2 separate regions of the Hordeum vulgare genome follow, and region 2 is linked to region 1. The links are chromatin contacts, called in public Hi-C maps. All regions are on one chromosome and are shown on one strand. Each heading gives the region's core, a stretch centred on a gene start, on an enhancer-like site or on the middle of the called end of the contact. The rest is flanking DNA. Distances are from core to core; before and after follow the strand shown. Region 1 holds the start of LOC123430537 (peroxisome biogenesis protein 12). Region 2 holds the start of LOC123430567 (eukaryotic translation initiation factor).

Region 1 (5,954 bases), core at 1,327-3,826:
AAACAACCTAACTTGCATTTCTACCTAAACAAGCCTCCAATCAAACAACCTGCCTTGCATTTCGTTGGACCCACCCTAAAGAGTATGTAGGCAATCAAACAATGTAAAATGGTGGCTTTTACCATGTATATGCTCAACAAGGCTTAACTCGGACAAGTACCCAAGGGACGGGGGGGGGGGGAATGCTGCAAACAACGCGCCTTTAGAGCATTTACACCTATACTTGGCAAATTTGGCCCCTTATACGTGTGCAGATGCACCCGGCCAGGCCCACGAGCGCATTCGAATGACCCCTCATATCTGTGCCCGCATCCACATGTCTCAAATCCGGTCTCTCAAATACATGCAAATCCATGCACGTCCATCACACACGCCAATGTCACATGTAAGTAACAGATGTTTGGTACTGAAAATACATATATCTTACATAAATTATATTTAAAGTGCACGACTCAGTCATCAGCTCTTTGGTTTCCATTGTGGGTCCACATATGCTCCACAACATCATTGAGTAGTTGTGCATGCACCTGATGATCTTGAAATCCTGATGCATCTGTAGCAAGTTCATAAGTTGGTATGCATCTTGATATTCAGGAATTTGAACTTGTTCTCGAGGCCCTTCAAAATCAATGGTTTGGGAAACACCATTGCCCTCATCCTAAACAATCATGTCATGCAAAATAACACAACATGTCATTAGCTGCCACAAAAGCTTCTGATTCTCACATCATTGCAGCTCCATGAGCAATTTCCCAACGAGCTTGAAGCACTCCGAATGTCCTCTACACATCCTTCCTAGTAGCTTTTTGCATTGTTGCAAAGTGATTTTTTTCTTGTCATGTGGTTCTGAAATGGTCTTCACAAACGCCACCCATTGAGGATAGATGCCATAGGCAAGATAGTATCCCATGTTGTAGTCACGCCCATTGACAGTGCAGTTGCACGACGATGATTCCCCGTTACAAAGCCTCCTGAACATCGGAGACCGTTGAAGCATGTTGATGTCATTGTGAGAATCCTACATTCCAAAGTAAGCATGCCAAATTCATAAGTCATGCGATGCCACTGCTTCCAATATGACTGTGGCATCTTTTTTGTGACCTTGATACATTCCACACAAACCATTGGGGCAGTTCTTCCATTGGCCATGCATATAATCAATTGTTCCGAGAATTCCAGAAAATTCCCTAGCCTCTCCAATAGCCAATAACTTTTTTTGTGTCTAGCACATTTGGTTCTCTTAGATACTCTGCCCCAAACACTTGCACGACAATGCGGACAAACTTGACAGATGTGTTTAGGCATGTGCTCTATCCCATCCGGACCATCTCACAAACGACATCTGTGGCAGTACCAAGTGCAAGCATCCTCATAGGAGTTGTGCAATTATGCTTAGCAGAGAAACAAAGTTGGCCGCATCAATCTCTTATGAGATTGAAGTACTCATCGTAAGTCTTCATTCCCTCCACAATGCGCAAAAACAATAATTTCTGCATGCGAAAACGGCGATAAAATCATAGATCATCTGGAAAAGTTGGGTCCGGAGCAAACTAGTCCTTCTGTAGTAGCCATGCTTCAGAGACCCTATCCCGATTGATCACTCTTTTTTCTTTGAGTGAGCCCTCGAAGCTGAGAATATGCTCCACGTGTCGGTCCATTTCCTCTTGCATGCTCATGAGCATGATCATGTCCACTTCTTCGTGCGAATCCGACGAATAGAAGAACTCATCTTGAATCATTTAATCAAGCTCCGTTGGTACATACTCCTCGTCCAATGAAGCATTAGAATTCATTATTTTCTCTAAAAAATTGGTAAGAAACCGGATCACACAACGTGTCGAACACATAAAACGCAAGGGCCAACCCTAGAGTTGCCATACCTACCACGGTGGCGTCCGGGCCGGCGACGATGTCCCTGGCTGTAAGGACGGTAGAGATGAGTGTTGTGACGATGTTGTCGGCGCAGATGTTCGGAACGTCCGCGGAGTGCGCGCGACGGTGGAGCTACGAGACGGACGTCGCGAAGGAGGAAAAAAAGAGAGACAAGCGGAATTGATTTGGTGTAAGTTGTGGTGGGTGGGCTTGTAGGGCAGACGCGTCGGGTGCTCCATATCTGTTTTAGATTTAGGCTAGATATAGAATGTGTCCGTCAATCGAAAGTTTAAAGTTCATTTAAAAGGTTCGTATCGACATTTAAGCCTGCTTTCAAGCGTTATAGATGCTCTTATTTTTCAATTTTTTTCTTCAATAAAGGTAAAAAAAATATCGCATTAATTAATTAAGCAGAAAAACTACCTACTTAATTAATGAAATAGTTTTGCTAAGTCTCACGCTGATACTTCGTTAAGTCTCAGTCAATGCTATATTCGTAAGATCTTACATTAAGTTCCATGCATTTTTTCAATTTATTTCTGTCTTCTATGTTATGTCACTTGATTAAGACTTGTTAAATCTCAATCGACTCAGACCTAACCACACCCTTAACGAAACCTAACCACACCCTTAACGAAAACCATGCGAACGGATACTTTTCACTCTTCATTCACACACGTATATCGGTCCGGCTCAACCTAGAGCCCATACTGTCGTCTCTTCTTCTCCCTCACGTCTCGGACCCGTCTCCCTCACAGCTTCTCTTTTGCGCCCCACCTCTCCTTTCTCTCACCGGCGTGGACGCGCAGGACTACACGAACGCGCCACCGGATAACCCCGCGGCCCACCGCCGGAATACAGCTCCGTCGCTGTACCTCGCAAAGACGCCGCGTCTGCACCATAGGCTCGAGGCTTAACCCTACCCCCCGCCCCCTACACCCGGAGGAGGCCGCGACGGCGGCGGCGGCGCGATGCTGTTCCAGGTGGGAGGACAGGGCGCACGGCCCACCTTCTTCGAGATGTCCGCGGCGCAGCAGCTCCCGACCAGCCTCCGCGCGGCGCTCTCCTACTCGCTCGGGGTATGTGAAACATCGCCTCCCCTCCGATGCGATCATGCTCATCGATCCGGTTTGGTTAACTAGCTGCGTCTATTAGTATTAGGTGTTTATGACTGTTCGAATACTGTCTGTTCGTGCGGTACATTGTAGTGGATGACTGAGAGTGCGAGTTCTGCCCGTGTTTTATTTCCTTGATTGAATATATGCTAGGTTTGATTGGCGAGGCCACAAAATGTTGTTAGCCAGGGAAGCCAGTAATACGTAATATTTGCAGCTGGAAAAATTGCTTCTGCTGCCGCTGAAAGCCAGCATTTCGTCTTTTAAGTTTATTTGATTAGCTGCAATGACTTGGGTAAATTTATTGTTATGTGTTGAATTGTGAAATTGAATTCACATATTCCTTTTTTTAGAGGGATACTGAGTTCACTTGTTGCTAGGGAAACATTGCTGGGTTGTGATGTATATGTTTGACGATGAAGGGAACATCCGAACATATATCATTGTACTTGAATAATCGACTTGATAACTCAAACTAGCATGCTTGTTAATTTGAGTTAGCCACCCTGAAATCTTAGCCTTTTCTCCCATCAGAATTCTCATTCATGGATGCCCTACTGTTAATGCAATGAGCTGAGATATACTGGCAAATAAATCTAGGTAACAATGTAGATGGTACTCAATATAATGGCAATCTGAAAAACACCCAAGATTACGACTCTCAACAGAACTTTGAAAGCGATATATGACGAGGCAAAGTACCACTATCCTTTGTGCTTGTTTTCAGTTGCAGGCTCCAGGATGTGCACAACTGATGGATGTGCCTATATTTGAGAAAGTCAATTACAATTTTACTTTTGATCTTAGAAGCTAAGAATCACATCCTTTCTCTCTCTTTTTCTGGTCACAAGAAGTTATTTTAGGATGGATTGCAGAAAATTTGCCTTGCAAAAGATACCCTCCAAAAGCTGAAGAGACAATTTTGTTATATCAACAATACAGGTGTTTCTCAGGCAGTTAAGTGTTCTTGTACCGATGGCTGTTTGTTAGAAAGGTGCCTAGGTATTGGAACACGACAAGTGCTATGTTACAAGATTTTCGTTAAACGAACAAATTTTCGATTATGACTTGTTTAGTACTTTTTTTCTTAGCCAAACAATTACTGTCTGCGTATTTGATTTTAGTTTATCATGCACCCTCTTTACAATGCTAATTAGTCGATACTATATGCAGGTTTTTGCACTAAGGAGGCCATTCTTGCATAAAGTTTTAGATTATGAAGACGAATTCTTTGCTTTGTTAATGTCTGTTCTTGAGTCCCATAGTCTACGAACAACAGGTTCGTTGTCGCTGTAGCAGAACTCCCTTTTCTATCGAGAAGGAACTTTGTTTACAACCTTCATATTTCGAACAATGGAATGGTAATATAGGAAAACCATGGGAAAATGTATTATTATGTATTTAGTTTAGTGCTAATCTTCAGCTATTTTTTTTTGCATGGTGTGCATCATTGAGAAAGAAATTGTACACCACTCTCTGATAGCTGTTTAAATAAGTCTACCCACCGATCTCTTAATTCAGTCTTACATTAACCTCGTCGTCTCAAAACCTACTTGAAGGGTAGGTTCTTACCACTACTTTTGTTATCTAGTGCGACTATGTGGCAGAGAAGTAAACTTATAATTCGACGAGTAGCTTCATCTTGGAGTCACCCAATCCTAGTATCCCACAAGAATTTATTTTTGGTTGTGGAACAGAACCATGGATCCAACATATTAAGGTAGAAGAATGGAATGACTCCACCTTAAGCCTTAGCACTAACTCATTACACAAATGAAAGAAATAACTAAGACTATGCTATTTTAACCTACTTTAGCCTAGTTGTCATAGTGTAATTGTATGATTGATAAAACAAGTCTGGCAAGTTATCAACAAACAAGTAATTCTATTATCAGCTTTTGCCATTAGTGATTGTGTTTGATTACAACTTTCCTGCATATATCTTTCAGATGGTTCCTTTTCAGAGTCGTTATATGGTCTCAGGCGGAGACCTGTTAACGTTTCAGTGAACAGAAGTAATCCTGGTGCAGAATCTAATGTCAAAGCCTATGACTCTGCACTAAGGAAGCGTCAGAAAACTCTCTCTGTTGTATTTTTGGTAATGATGTCCCGTGGCACAGATTAATTTGAAGTATCATCCGCAACTTATGTTGGCTTTGTTACGTTTTGGATTTAAATAGTTTTAGTTATGCTGAACTTTCACTTGCTACCTTTGAGCAACAAACCACCCAAGCCCTACTAAAGTGATTTCTTCTATTGAATGCACTCATTTTAATATCTGCGATCTCATCAGGTTAACACTTACAAACAAAACTCACCACATGTTAACCCCTTGTGTGATCTTGCAATGTGTATCCATAGCTGACTTGCTCACCAAGACTCCAGCAGACATCACTACCTGGGTTACTTTACCTCACTAGCAGGTCTACGGTGTGAATATGCATGTGTCCTTTGCTTTTGTTACTGTCCTATGAAAACATGTACCACGACACTTATTTTGGATCGGAGGGGGTAATATTTAATCTGTATCTGTAGTATTCTGTGCTGCTGATAGTCTGCACATGCCTGAATTGCAGCCATATTGGGCCCCAATTGCTTAATGACTTGTTCTCAATCTGCTTGGTGTGCAACTTTATTTACCTTAGCATCTCAAATTCTCAGTGTAGAAATATGATACTCCCTCCGATCCAAAATAAGTTTCGCGGTTTTGAACTGAGGCTAGTTCAAAACCGCGACACTTATTTTGGATCGGAGGGAGTACGTGCTTTACTCAAGCTCTTGTACTATTTGAAGCTGTGATTTTCTGCTTCTACAATAAATTTCCCAAGTTTTTTCAATAGCCTATGCACATCTTCACAGGTTCTGCAGTTGACAAATTTAATCATCTAGTAGTTTTTAATATTTTTGTCCCGTTAAGATAATAATGTAAATTGATCTATGAAATATGTAATGTGCAATGATGAAAAT
Region 2 (5,838 bases), core at 1,454-3,953, 160 kb after region 1:
AATTGGAGGCTCCCAACGAGACCACGAAGCTTCATCGTAATGGAATATGGCGCCGAGGTGACCTCAACCATTTAGGGTGCTCAAACACTCAAGAGTAACAAGATTCACAAGGGATTAGTGGGGGGGGATCAAATTTCTCTTGGTGGAAGTGTAGATCAAGCCCCCTCAACCAAACCCTAGAATATCAACAAGTTTTGTTGGCTAGGGAGAGAGATCGGGTTAAAATGGAGCTTGGAGCAACAATGGTGATTAGGGGGCAAAAGGTAGGGTTCTCAGGGAAGAAGAACCCCATTATATAGCGGGGGGAGGGAATCTGCCCGTTACCCACCCCCTGTGCACGAGCCAGAGCGGTAGTACCGATGATAAGCGGTAGTACCGCTCAGGCAAAGGGAGGCCAGGCCAGAACCAAGGCAGAGCACCTAGTACCGCCATGAGCGGTAGTAACAAGCGGTAGTACCGCTCTGCTGGCGGTACTACCGCCTAGTACTACCGCAAAACTCCTCCACAAAAGTGTTCGCACTTTTGGAGAGCTGTACAGGCCAGAGGCACCAGCAGAGCACTACCGCTGAGAGCGGTACTACTGCCGACCGGGCTTGGAAACTGCCAAGTAGTGCAAGGCAAGGTAGAAAGCTCCGTCGAAGCGGAAAAGGGGTGAGAAAGAAAGTGTACGTGATGATTCCACCCAGACTTTTCCAAAGCGCACCCTCTCTTAATAGTATGGCTTTTCCTACGACCCAAGTCCACTGACAACGAAGCGTAAGAGCGAAAACCGTCTTCACATCAAAACACCGAGGGGCCAGAATCGTCTTTGTGCAAACCTAGAAAATACCTGAAAGGCTTATTGCACACGATTAGTCCGCAAAAGTGTCATCATCAATCACCAAAATTACCGGGGTAGAAATATGCCCTTACACTTGTGAATGTGATGAAGGTACTTTCAGGTACATGGTACACATGGTTCAGTGTTGAGCTCACTTGCAGCTAGATGCTCGTGTAACCAAGGGTGTCAGGAACGGGTTGAGGTAATACATTGTATGGAAGGTAACCCATACCTCTCCTATAAGATCTTTGTATTTTTTTGGAAAGATCGAGCGCGTGAACCCAGGATCGAATATGCGAGGACCAATGAGGGAATTGTAGACCTTCATATTAAATATTTAGTGCCTTCTTGCCTTCTTCAATTTTCTACAGATTACATGAACTAGGTTTATTCAAGTGTCTACACACTACATGAAGTAAGCTTCTTATATCATATTGGAAGTGTCTATATACTGTGTCATACTATGTCTTACATATAGGTGTTCGTAGACGCGGTCATATTATATTTCTTATCAGTCATACACAGAGTTAGACATGCTACATTCTCAAATCAGATGTGTTAATTCAAATGACAAGAAATTTGTTAACAAAATGTGTTCTACAATGCTCGATCGTCGTCATCGTCGTTCATAGCAGCCATTCATGTGAAAATATTTCAGAAATCGAGCACTATATCAATTTAAAAATCAAACCTTCAATGTAATTTATTAGCTAGAAATTTAATTACATGTGCAATTAATTACGTCAATTTAAATAGAAATGAAAAAGAAGAAGATGAGGCGTCGATGACGACCATACTAATGTTGACGTGGTGCTTGTTGGCACCAATGAAACGGATTAATGAATAGGGTAGGAGTAGAAGATGTAGGGTAGGACGAGTAAGAGAAGAACGATAATTATCCCTTCTAGCAATGAATGATATATGGGATGGAGGTGAAACTTATTGATGGCTATACGAATACGTTCACGTTGCCACTCACTTTCAATGTTGGTGTGTGTTTTGAATGTCGGTGGCGATAATTATTTATTATTGTCAATATTATGTGTTATTGGTAACATAATGTTGGAGTATTTGTTAACATAAAAAAATTATCGTTGTTGCAATGTACGACAAAGATGAGATGGACATCCTTTGATTTCAAAAGAGGTGCTTCCAACGAGAAATGTATCGCTACGACAAAAAATCAAACGGGAGCGGGAGGTTCTCACATAAAAAAGGAAGGTGCGTCGTGGGATGGTGGTTTTGTGTTGAACTCAGATGTTAGAGATAACATGCCGCATAGCCTGTAGCAACGCACGGGCATTGTGCTAGTTTGCTATTATATATAAAAAACTAGCAATTCAATAAAAAGCTAAAAAATCTGAATTTTTTTAAATAAACCGTAGCTTTCATTGTAATTGTGAGAAAAAATCCATAAAATAAAATTTGTCAAATTTTGGGTTAAAATAGTGTGAATAGTGGCACATAAGGCCTTGTTTGATACTAGGGTTTTTGAAAAGACTGATGGGGATAATACCCACATGGATTGGATGAAACTACAACCTTCACCCAATCCCTTCAAATCTCCATTTATCCCTAATCCACTAGGTAGGGGTAGTGTATTATGTATTGAGAAAAATGCATTAGAATTTGAGGATTTGTGAAGAAATGTGGGATAAAACATGTCAAATACACTAGAATCAAATGGTGTCATGAGATATGTGGGAATTTAGGTGTTTGACTAGGATAATCCTTACAAATTTTTTAAAATACATTAGTATCAAACAAGGCTTAAAGTGTATATACATCCAGGTTTCAAAAACTCCCCTCCGTGGAGGAAGGGCCAATTTCGTTACGCTTCCTCGGCCCACAAAAAGATCAGACACAAACTGGGTAAGAAGCCCAGGTAAGACCCACACGGCTCATACCACCTCTGCCCCCTTCCTTTCCCTTCGGCGGCTGCTCCTCTCTTTCTCTCTCTCGCTGCGGCTCATCCTCCCCATCCCAAAACCCTCGGAAAGCAAAGGCGGCGGCGCGACATGGCAGAGGTCGAAGCCGCGCTCCCGGTGGCAGCAACGACAGAAACCCCGGATGTCGCGGCCGAGAGCGACGCGGGCGCGGCCGACGCGAAGGCGCCGCACAAGCTGCAGCGGCAGTGGACCTTCTGGTACGACATCCAGTCCAAGCCCAAGCCCGGCGCCGCCTGGGGCACCTCGCTCAAAAAGGGCTACACCTTCGACACCGTCGAAGAGTTCTGGTGGTACGTGCGCCCGCTCCTCTCGTGCTTCCTCGCGATCCGCTCAGATCTGATCTGGCCATCTGGATGTTATGCTGGTTCCTATTCTCAGTCTCTATGTGATGGGGATTTTCGGCCGACGATGTCGAGTTATATGGCACCTTGCGCGAACAAATCCGGAAAGTATAATTTGCTAGGTTATTGTGAAGATATCAGTTGATTTTGTGACCAAGTGGCAAGTGCTACAATTTTCAAATGTTGTTACTGCTGTAGGTCGAGGTCGGATTGCTTTTGGACAGTTTTGTTCTATTGTATGCTTATTAGTTCTCATGTATGGGAAGGGTCTTGTGGGACGTTGTCAGCATTGGTTAGAACTTTGTTGTATGTTGGAATGATATACTATATACGATACTATTCGGTACTGTAGTTGATAGATGATTATTTCGGTGTTATCAACAGTCCCGTGGTACTTCTACTCGTATTTTTCAACGTGAGCATGACAAGTTTAATGTATATTTTCTTGTCCAACTTCCTCCTAAGGATTTTGTGGAAGGAAAATCTTCCTACGAGTAAGAATAATATGGTTCTATTTGGGAGCCGAACAAGAAATCTCAACATATGTACACGAGACTTAGGTGTTGTTCATTATTAAGTTTGCATGTGTCAATATTTGTATGCAATAATAATCTTAGGCCTCCTTTGGTTCATAAGGTAGGAAAATAATAGGAATAGGAAAGTCATAGGAAATGAGATGCATGTATCTCAAATCCTTTGAATAGGATTAGAAAAGAAGATGCTATTTGGTTCACATCATAGGATATTTTCCAATGAGTCTAGGCTAATGTTTATTTTCCTATGAAATGTGGAGGATAGGAAGAAAATTCCTCCATAGTAATAGGATTCTATTCCCACCAACCAAAGGGTTCTAAAGGATTTTTTTCCTATAGAAATCCTATCCTATGAAATTCCTACAAGATTCCTTCAAACCAAAGTAGGCATTACAGTACAAAACACATTTTGATTTGTTTATGGACCCAAACCATCGCAACATATCTTCCAGATACAAACATGACCATATTGTATAATCATAGTTGAGGAGTAGCTGTATCAAATGCACATGATTATGTTGTGCAGGAATGTGAAATCAAAATTCTGTTTAATGTTATGCTGAACATTTCTTCCTATTTTCTCATGGACATTTTGACTATGATTATGCAATATGTTTCTTTATTATAAAATCCTTTCTTTAACTTACGCCTTCCTGGTTTCTTTGGCAGTTTATATGATCAGATTTTCCGTCCGAGTAAGTTGGTAGGAAGTGCTGATTTTCATTTATTCAAGGCTGGGGTAGAACCAAAGTGGGAAGATCCAGAGTGCGCAAATGGGGGCAAATGGACTGTGATATCTAGCAGGAAGGCCAACCTTGATACCATGTGGCTTGAAACGGTAAATTTCTGTGATGTTAATATTTTATTTCTCCGAGGTGCTTACATCGACCATAGCATCTGATGCTTTATCTGGGTTCCTAAGTTCTACCAGTGGAATCCTTTTGACTAACTTGGTAAAAACATGCAGTGCATGGCTCTGATTGGAGAGCAGTTCGATGAAAGCCAGGAAATTTGTGGTGTTGTCTCTAGTGTCCGCCAGAGACAGGATAAGCTTTCATTATGGACTAAGACTGCCAGTAATGAAGCTGTTCAGGTTTGTTTTGGGAACAAAAACATTTTGCAAATCAGCCACTCTGATGGTTGTATTTCTTTTTGTATATTTTAATTTAATGTATTGGTTGAAATGTTGATGGGGATAGTGGCCCAGTGCTTTCTGACCTCTTATAGAGTCCACAATCAACATGCATAAAGTTTTATGGATTATTTTACGGCAAATTTTAACAACTGAGCACTCTGCAGACTACAGCTCCGTTGCATGAAACAGGGCAAATATAAAAAAGCCATGTAAGACCAAAAGTTTAATTATAATTTGTAAATAACCCACTGTATGCCAAAGAAAAGTATTGATTGGACAACCAACTTTAGCTGTCCATGAAGGAAAAAAAAAGGCTTCTATTCAATTGACAAAAGGCCACTCTTCATATCTCTTGAAGTGTAAACAATTTAGTTCCAAAGAAAAAAAAAAGAACTACTCCCTCCGTCCCAAAATTCTTGTCTTACATTTGTCTAGATATGAATGTATCTAGTCACGTTTTAGTATTTTGATACATCTATTTCTAAACAAACTTAAGACAAGAATTTTGGGACGGAGGGAGTACATCATTCTACTGAATGATGTTTAGCTGCAGGATGGTATGAGTATCTTCTGTTGGCAAGGCTAATCTTTGTGGTGCTGCTTTGATATTGTTACCTCTGTCATGCAATATGGTTAGGAAGTAGTTACTGTCCATCCTCTATGCATGGGAATTGGAAGATATTCTTAAGCTTTTTTTCACCAGGACAGCAAACATTTGGTTCTTCCTAATGTACCTAATTATTTGGTTTCATATTTAGCATCAGTTTTACAAATCCCTATTTTTCACTTGTGCGTATATTCAAGTACATTGTCATGTTTCGTACTGTATTTAGCATCAGTTTTACAAGTACCTATTTTTTACTTGAGTGTATATTGAAGGACGTTGTCATGTGTGCATTTTTCATCTGTTTTGTGCAATATAACTAGACTAAGATTAGGGATTCTCTTTCTTTCCAATGCATGCATAACACCAAGCCCCAGGCTGCAACTTATATGTTGCTGTTTATTCATGTTCAGATGGTTGTAATGTGTTCACCCTTTCTTTCATCATAACAGGTAG

What was found. Hi-C and Micro-C count contacts between places; a contact is called where the count stands out from the background.
Region 2: a Hi-C map of leaf shows a contact between it and region 1, with 2.6 times the contacts expected there. The contact joins the promoter of LOC123430567 here to the promoter of LOC123430537 in region 1. A contact is called at or near these places in 2 of 6 Hi-C or Micro-C datasets (leaf and seedling).

What each region holds. Positions count from the first base shown.
Region 1 is chr1H:262,279,761-262,285,714 of MorexV3_pseudomolecules_assembly, forward strand. LOC123430537 (peroxisome biogenesis protein 12) reads left to right here and starts at 2,577. Exons shown (of 10, transcript XM_045114404.1): 1 at 2,577-2,951; 2 at 4,161-4,266; 3 at 4,937-5,085. The coding sequence starts at 2,844.
Region 2 is chr1H:262,435,186-262,441,023 of MorexV3_pseudomolecules_assembly, forward strand. It overlaps LOC123430567 (eukaryotic translation initiation factor), which reads left to right and starts at 2,704. Exons shown (of 5, transcript XM_045114429.1): 1 at 2,704-3,059; 2 at 4,313-4,481; 3 at 4,611-4,736; 4 at 5,835-5,838. The coding sequence starts at 2,839.